3 separate regions of the Mus musculus genome follow, and all the other regions are linked to region 1. Evidence: chromatin contacts called from public HiChIP or PLAC-seq data. All regions are on one chromosome and are shown on one strand. The core of a region is the stretch at or near the end of the contact, and the rest is flanking DNA. Distances in the headings are between cores, read along the strand shown.

Region 1 (2,776 bases), core at 208-2,707:
CATGATGGCCCACATTTGATAGGAGATGCTCAAGTTGGTCTTAAATGTCTTTTCTACCTATCAAATACACTGTTCCTGTCTTTTCTATTCTCTGCTGAATGTCAAGAGGCGCCTCTGCTGCAGCAACCCACCTGGACTCGGCTGCAGGCTCTCCATGTCCTGTCAGTTTCTTGTTCCTGTCTACTCTAGTTGAAAGGGTTTTGTATAGTTTCCTTTGCTTTTCAATCCCATCTTGGCATTCAGTAGTGCAAAGTTTGCCTTTGAATATCCTTCATGGGTACCTGAAGGTCTCCCAGACTCAAAACCATCACAGCTGAGTTAATGTAACCCACTCATACTGACACCACTAGAGATGGAGAAGATAACCCCCACCAAGAGATGTTGGTGTGCACAGTAGCCTGTAGGCTAGTTTCTAGGAACTGGAGAGATTGGCTTGGGATCCAGGTAGCGTGGAGTCTTCTTCTGTCCCCAGGAAGATAACACAGGGATGGAGCCCAGTTGAGATGCAGATCTAAGTCTCTTCAGGCAAAAATGTGCACAAAACCCTGTGAGTCATTCTTAATGTAAATAGCCAAGCACATCATGGCCTCAGAGAAAGCAGAGGGCTCGAAAGGTGGCGAATGACTGCCACTTGTCACATGCAAGCGGGCACATGCAAGGGCAGAGTAATGACGAGCAGGAAACCTTTGCTTCCCCTGGAGGCCATTGCAGAGGCTGTAGACGTTCACATCCCATGAAGTCATCCATAAAGTCACAGTCACTGCTTTCTAAGAAATCCAATTAAAGCTTTCTATTTTTCTTTAACTTTCCCAATCCAATATTCATAGGTGGGTCTTTTGCTCTTTTCTAAAGAGAGGTTTGAATGAAGGATGAATTAAATAGCGTGTCAAAGAAGACCACTCCTGATAATGCCATGCATAATAAACATTAACACGCATTTTGAAAAAAAAATTTTCCTCCAGTAGCAGTCTTTGCCATATTAATTTAATCCTGCTGTCTAAGATAATGCAATCGCTTTGAAACAGTCTCGACTTGGGTGCACAGGGACTTTCTGGAGCAGAGGCCAAATTTCCGTCACCTGATGAGCTAATTGGACGTGGCAGCCTCCTGCGCAGATGGCCTCCCTTGTCAATAGCTTCTTGCCGGAGACAAAGAGAGACAAATGTCTATATCCACCATCCCTCAAGCACGAGCCCCCTGCCTCCCACGCCCAATGCCATCAGGTAGTTGCCGTACATTTCCATCCAGGCTTTTGTGCGGGTGCTAGATGAGCTTGCAGAGCCATTACAGATGCGCCAGCCAGGCCTGCTTGTTTAAGTACAGTGTGTGTTTTGACGTGTAAATTTACATGAGGCATATTTAATCAGTCACAATGATATGCTAATTGGATTCCTATGTGAACTGAATAAAAAGCGTGCTCGAAGAAAGATGAAGTGAACTTGCTACCAGCTGGGACACTTTATAATCAGTGCCGTGCGTCATTGAATGCCAGAGGGAGGGGCAGGTGTCTGCCAGGAAGGCACAATGGAGGAAATCCTGTTCTATGGGAATTCAGATCCGTGAAGCAGACGGCAATTTTTACTTGCAGTTACTACAGAAAGGTCCTCAGTGCTCCTCACACCGTAGACAGTAAGGGGCTCCATACACTGTACATGTCTAACCCTAACCGGAATGGGGCGGCGGCTGGGGAGCAGACTGTGTCTTTCTAATACTGGTTCTCACATGGGTAGAGTAAGGAACCACACTTCTCCAGCAAAGTCTTACCCTTGAGCATTAACTGCCAAGCTCAGAGCTCTGTGGGGCCAGGCAGGGCAGCATTCACACACACACACACACACACACACACCTTAATCCCACATCACACACTGTAGCATTGATAGCCTCTGGTTTCTCTGGCATGCTCAGGAAGCCAGGCATTGTTATCGTTAGTCAGAAGGTAATGAGACACAAGCATCCAGGCCACCCCAGCCCCTATAGTGTGCTGGCACTTCATACCGGGTTGAGTTAGTCACATGGTCTTGGGCACGTGCTTCCTGTACCTGAGCATCTGGAAGAACAGTGGGTAGGTGAAGGACTCCAAGTGAGACAGTGGTGAAGACAAGGATCCCGCATAACTGGTACCGAAATGATGGAGCTGGAGACTCTGGTACTGCAGATGGCTACTTGCATTCTCATGCTTGTGTGTGTGTGCAGAGTGGGGTGAGGGCATAGTTTCCAGTGCACTCAGCAAGTCCTGGATGGGGAACAGGTAGGGTGAGCTAGCAGAAGGGATGGAGTGACCTGGGCCTGAACTGAACCTGGCCCTTCTGTAGAGAAAGCAGGTCCTGCTGATCCTGAAACACTGCCACAGAGAAGGGATGGCTGTGAGGACCCGGTACCTTGGAGGGTGTGCAGTTCTCAGAACTCTGGAAGCCACTGCAGACAAGTTGAGAGGGTATGAGTCTCAGAGGGCTTAAGAAAAAGATTCCAGAGGAGTGTCTGCGAGCCTCCCTGGAACACGGCTGGGACTCCAACAGTAACCAGAGAAGTTCGCAGAGGGTTCCAATGGAGATTTTTGCCGTGTAAAACACTAAAATTGAAAAGTTGAAGCTGAGGCTGTTTTATTTATGATGATAAAGCTGGAGGACACCAGACCAAAGGCACCTTGAAGGAGACAGTTCCCACAAGTATTTTTGGTGTGTAATAGGCTGAAGGTTTTGTCCATGTCTGTATTATTCTTTATGTATTGTTATACTCTAATATTGTTCTTTTTATTTTTTTTAATTTAAAGAACCAT
Region 2 (2,700 bases), core at 146-2,645, 270 kb before region 1:
ATTGCCCCAGCCAGAGGCCAAGCATTCTCTCTATCAGGGCCCTTTGCAGACTAGACACTGTCCTATGTGAACGATATTTACTCCCATCTTGTAGCTGAGGGAAGTAGAGTCATTTGCCTCTGGTCTCAGGCTCCCATCTGATGACTGTCTGCAGAAAAAAAGAAAAAGAAAAAAAGACAGAACAAAACAAAAACAAACAAAAAAAACCCAAAAACCCAAGCCATGGTATAATTCTAGAACTAAAGTCTCAAACCAGGCTCCCTTTTTCTGCATCTGTTCTGCAACTGTGTGGCTGCTTTGTGAGCAGGGGTTGGGGGGTTCCAAAGGTGTGTGAATAAGCAGAGCAGGACACAAATTTTGGATAGTTGTTGGCACTACGAGTAGATAAGTAGCTACCCAGGAGTGTGACTGGATGAAGAGACCCTCGAAGGCTGCTCTAAATCTGTGTCCACCTGGCTGGGGAAGAGTTGTCCGGGAGAATTTTCTCCTTGGGGACCTAGAGGTCACTAGGCAGCATTCCTCTTCTATGGTCACAAGGACAAACCAAAGCTCAGTTCCACTGAAGCCCCACCCCTCCCAGTTCCCACCTGAAGTAACTGATGAGTTCATTGGGCTTACTCACAAGCATGGGCGTATGACAGGACCCTAGTGTGTTCCAGGGTAAGCTTCCCTTCTCTCCATGAAACACACCACAAGTCTCAGATGTGGGGGTTCTCTTTGAGACTATTATTTATGATCTTAGTGTAGGGTATGCTGCTTTACTGTTGGAAAGGTATTCCCAAGTCTCACGAGTCTAAGTCTTCCCATGTACCTGCAAGCCACCCCATAACACAGCAGGCAGATCCTTCTGCCCAGTGGCAAAGGTGTGTGTGTGTGTGTGTGTGTGTGTGTGTGTGTGTGTGTTACTTGCCAGTTAGGAGCAGTGACCATGTCCTCATAGCTGTATGCTGTGTCCCTGTTAGGTATGACATTGAGACAGAAATTTCTATAGAGCCTAGGCACAGAGCAGCTGCATTCAGTGGCCTCAGTGACCTGAATAGGTAAGGTCTGGACTAAGCTATGGTTCACAGAGTTTCCTTTAACCCAGGCATCCTTTGTGGCCACTTGAGCCATTGCAGAGGGGCCTATCAGGCAGAGGGGCCTGCATTGCTGAGGTTGTTAGTTTAGGGTATGCATCTGGGAATCTTAGAGATATAGGATCTGGAGACCTGTGACATGGATCTAGGACTCTTGGGTAAATGGATACTGGAGGCAGTAGGGGGAACACACCAAGTTCTGGGGGATGGTGAAGTCCCTAGGATAGAGGTGATGTGACTACATTGAACTACTGTTCCTCAAAGAAGTCCCCAGTGTCTGCTCTGGTACTTGGCTAAATGGTGCCTAGTGTTTCTACCTAAGTCTCCCAGCAGGGGGCACAAGCACCATGAGTAAGAGACCATGTGGGATGAAATGAGATCAAGCAAGCAGCCAACATAAATAAATGCATCTGATATTGAGGGCTGCTGAAGCCCCAGCCTGACTGATCCTGGTTAGCGTCATTGCCCAAGGCATCAGGGAAACAAAAGAGACTTTTGTTTTACTCCACAGTGCCCCCTACCAGCCAACCAATCCAGTGTGTGGGGAATAAAGCTGGAGGTGAATCCCACAAAGACTAGACAGCACACAGTATCTTGGCAGGTATGCTGGTTGTGGTAGCATGGTGCTGCCGTGGGACTACCTTCCGATCTGTTGATGTCTTGAAGCTGGAAGGACTTGATGACATCATGCTAGTTCACTGGGATAGCCAGGTGTGGCCTGCTATGTGTTATGCTTCACTGTGTGAAATTAGACACTACAGGGTCGGGTGTATCCACTACACAGTACCACATATTAACTCCAAAGGTGTTGGCAGGCAGATTTACCAAAATCACAAATATGCATCACCTGTATAATAGTCAGAAGCTATGTTCCTGCAGGCTGTGGTACATAGTCTATGGAGCTTGAACTGGTTCCTTATGATCTAACTCTAGGATGCAATAGAAAACCAAACCATGCTTGGCTAGGTACTCCAAATCATATTGGGCAAAGCTGATCTTTATAAAAGGGCTCAGGTTGTACTCTTTGTAGGAATGAGACTACTATGTGCTGTTATATCTCTTGTGTGTGTGTGTGTGTGTGTGTGTGTGTGTGAGAGAGAGAGAGAGAGAGAGAGAGATGGAGAGGGAGAGAGAGAGAGAGAGAGAGAGAGAGAGAGAGAGAGAGAGAGAGGGAGACACACACACACACACACACACACACACACACACACACACACACACACACACTTGGAGTAGATACAAGGACAGCTTTCAGAAGTTGGTCTTTCCTCCTACCATGGGTTCTGAGGATCGAGTTCAGGTTGTCAAGTTTGTGTAGCAAGTATTTTTGCCCACTGAGCCATCTCTCTGACCCCTGATTGATTGATTGATTGATTGATTGATTTAATCTTGTATTGGAGAAGCCCGTTGGCTAGGGTGTTCCTGACTCCACATGCCACATATAAAGCAGTACAGGAAGAATTTGTAGCTATTCTAGGTGTCTGACCCCTTAGCCCCCAAGTCCTGCACTGCCCCCAAGGCCTATAATGTACGACTACATAGCAGCCCAAGACACTATCCCCAAAGGCCCCAAAGACCCCAAAGGCCTCAAAGGCCCTGGAAGAGGTTGCCTGATTATTTTTAA
Region 3 (2,804 bases), core at 279-2,778, 430 kb after region 1:
TTTTTTTTGTATACTTATTAGCCACTTATATTTTTTTATTTTGAGAAGTGTCTATTCAATTCAATCACCTGCTTATTGACTGGATAAGGGGAAGAGAGTTTGGTTTTAATTTTAAAAATGATTTATACAGTCTGGATATTTAATTTCTGGTCACATGGATAACTGGAAAAGGCTTTTTTTTAAGTTTGTTTGTTAAGTAAATAAATCATTTATTTTTATGTGTTCTGGTGTTTTGCCTGCGTGTATGTCTGTGCACCACCTGTGAGTGCCTGGTGCTTGCGGAGGTCAGAAGATCCCCTAGAACTGGAGTTAAAGACAGTTGGCAGCTACTGGGCATTGAAAGCAGGCCCTCTGCAAGAGCAGCCAGTGCTCCTGCCTGCTGAGCCATCTCTCCAGCTCTCTTTTAGCTTTGATGTTCTCCCCCATCCGCTCAGGTGTGGGAAGCATGTATGTGCACATATGGAACCCAGATGTTGGCTCTCCTGCCTTCCCCAGTAACTTATTTTTTGAGACATGGTCTCTCACTGATCCCAGAGGTCACTGTTTTCGTAGACTGGCTGGCCAGTGAGCCCCTGGGATATACCAGTTCCTACTCCAGTACTGGAGGTACAGTCTCACATCCCACACCCAGCGCCTGTGTGCATTTTACCCTCTGAACATCTCTCCAGAGCAAACCAAAGACGTTCCCAAATTGTGTTGGCTGCCTCTTCACGATGCAAAAATCCTGCCAATAGTTCTGAGCAAGCTGTACCACAGCAACACTGCTACCCATCCTGGAGCCCAGAGCTGCTCCACAGGGCACATGGAATGATCAATAGGCATTGAGACTTCCTCCTGACATCCACGCTCATGGACATACACTCTGGATGCTGGAAAGAGAAAGGGTAGGGGACAGAGCTTCTGTCCTCTGACCCGTGACCTCAGGGCAGTGGGGTAGCATCAAAGCCACTATGCTGACAGTGACCCTGCAATGCAGGCCCTCTCTTGCCCTCGCTGTTGCGGGCTTCTGTGCACAAAGATGGCTGGAACCGGGTTGGGGGGGGGAGTGCGGGGAGAGCTATAAATGAGGGAGAGAGAGAGAGAGAGAGAGAGAGAGAGAGAGAGAGAGAGAATGGATGAACCTGAGACCTGGCCTTCAGTGCTTGCACTGTGCCCACAGGAGGAGGCCATGCACTTAGAAAATGTCATGTCTAGTGTTTGTATAAAATGTCATGTTAGTGTTTATATTCCATTTCTCCTCTCAGCACAAAAAGAGAGAGAAAAGCGAGCATGCCCCACAGGGTCACAGGACCAGAGAAAATCCTGCAAGGCCCTCAGCACAAATAGCAGAGCTTGGCCCAGGCCCTTTGCATGAAAATCAGCACCCATCTCAGCAGAAGCCACTGCCAGGGGCAACTGGGGCTTGGACAGCGCTCCGTCAGATTTAAAACTGATTTTTTTTTCTTAAGAAACCAGAAGAAAAGGGGGTGCTTTGAGCTCATCTGCATTACAGATCAGGTCTCTCCGAGAGAATCAGCCATCCATAATTCATTACATGTTTCCTGCCGGGGATGGAGACAGCCTGATCCTAGCAACAGAGTCATAGCAACAGGAGCTGAAGCAGAGCTGCTCCGCCCACCAGGGGGAGGAGAGGAAGGGGAGAGGTGCGCGGCTTCTTGCTCCTCAGGAGGGCTGGCAAAGTTCACCGGGTTATAAAGGAAGATGGAGGCTGAGAGTGGAGGTGGGTTTGAGAAAACTGGGAAAGGCGTGGGTGGGAGACTGAGGGAAAGCATATGAATTTGAGTTGCATAAACTCTAGCTAAGAAGGTAAGAAGCTAGTAAGTAGCGTTTGGAAAGAGCCCTGCCAGCTGCCACACTGCCTGGCGCCCATCGGTATACAGACGGGGGTCACTAAAAGACCACATCACTGTCAATTGTTACAAGAACTGCATAATTCGAGGAGTGCCTGACAGCTAGTGTGAGGGAGTCCGTGGCACTAGAGTGAACATAGTGGAAACGGCGCCCTCGGTCCTCACTTGTTTCATCTGAAGAGTCACCATCTGGAATGAGACTTGCGGTGCGCTCTAGACATACCTGCTGTTTGACCCCCTTGCTATCAAATGGAAAATCCCCTGAACTCTGACCACTTGATCTTGGGATCTGTGGCTCTATGAGGAGAATGTGTTTCTTCTATATTCGGCACAGTCAAGGATGCTGGAAGAGCCACTGGAAACTTCCAAAGTGATGTGGGAAACACCATTGATGGTATATATGGAAGACATTATCAGAGCAACTGACAGCCATGAGCTGTGTGAAAGCCACCACCAGAGCCACTGAAACCTGAGAAGCCACATGAGGGACACCTCTGGGGTTACAGGAACCCTCAAAGCTGTCAGTGCTTGGTCAGTAGAGAATGTGAGCCTTGCCACACCTATGTCTGGACTCAAGCCAGGGTCTTCTGAAATAAGAGCTAGTGCTCTTAACAGCTAAGCTAAGCTCTCTCTGGCTCCCAAACCTTGCTTTTGAAGGCCTCATTTTATTTTATTTTATTAGCCTTTAAAAAGGGTCCTTGTCACAGCAGTTGCCACGCAGTCCCCAACTTTTTGATGGAGCCATGGTTAGATGTACAGCATTTAGTCACCTACATTGTTCTCTAGAAAGTATGACTACTCACAATGCAACAGTGGACTCCAAGCCACTGAGACCAGCATAGAGCTCTCAAACATCACACACATCACTCTTGCCTTTAGCTTGAGGGTGGTCCGCTGACATATGACAACTACAGGCACACTTCTGGTGACAGTATCTCTGCCAGGTGAAGAGAA

Evidence for each region. HiChIP or PLAC-seq counts read pairs in DNA pulled down with a chosen protein or histone mark.
Region 2: an H3K4me3 HiChIP or PLAC-seq map of embryonic basal ganglia shows a contact between it and region 1, with 4 times the contacts expected there. The contact joins two enhancer-like sites. A contact is called at or near these places in 1 of 15 datasets of contacts at CTCF or cohesin (pro-B cells), 3 of 484 Hi-C or Micro-C datasets (cortical neurons, myocytes and neural progenitor cells) and 1 of 115 datasets of contacts at active chromatin or transcription factors (embryonic basal ganglia).
Region 3: a contact with region 1 is called in an H3K4me3 HiChIP or PLAC-seq map of embryonic basal ganglia, with 4 times the contacts expected there. The contact joins two enhancer-like sites. A contact is called at or near these places in 1 of 484 Hi-C or Micro-C datasets (cortical neurons) and 9 of 115 datasets of contacts at active chromatin or transcription factors (SST interneurons, astrocytes, differentiating embryonic stem cells and 5 more).

Annotation. Positions count from the first base shown.
Region 1 is chr12:116,918,689-116,921,464 of GRCm38.p6, forward strand. All of the region lies in intron 11 of Ptprn2 (protein tyrosine phosphatase, receptor type, N polypeptide 2), which reads left to right. Among named protein-coding and RNA genes, the nearest start is that of Gm31336, 160 kb to the left of the region's middle. Within about 2 kb of position 1,458, at least 37 of the 459 cell types and tissues checked have an H3K27ac peak or open chromatin away from gene starts, as enhancers often do. A contact at or near this core is called in SST interneurons, cortical neurons, embryonic basal ganglia and 2 more, where this site is marked.
Region 2 is chr12:116,647,351-116,650,050 of GRCm38.p6, forward strand. The region is part of intron 2 of Ptprn2 (protein tyrosine phosphatase, receptor type, N polypeptide 2); the gene reads left to right. Among named protein-coding and RNA genes, the nearest start is that of Gm31336, 110 kb to the right of the region's middle. Within about 2 kb of position 1,396, at least 10 of the 459 cell types and tissues checked have an H3K27ac peak or open chromatin away from gene starts, as enhancers often do. A contact at or near this core is called in embryonic basal ganglia, where this site is marked.
Region 3 is chr12:117,343,918-117,346,721 of GRCm38.p6, forward strand. No RefSeq gene overlaps it. Among named protein-coding and RNA genes, the nearest start is that of Gm5441, 8.3 kb to the left of the region's middle. Within about 2 kb of position 1,529, at least 94 of the 459 cell types and tissues checked have an H3K27ac peak or open chromatin away from gene starts, as enhancers often do. A contact at or near this core is called in SST interneurons, cortical neurons, embryonic basal ganglia and 2 more, where this site is marked.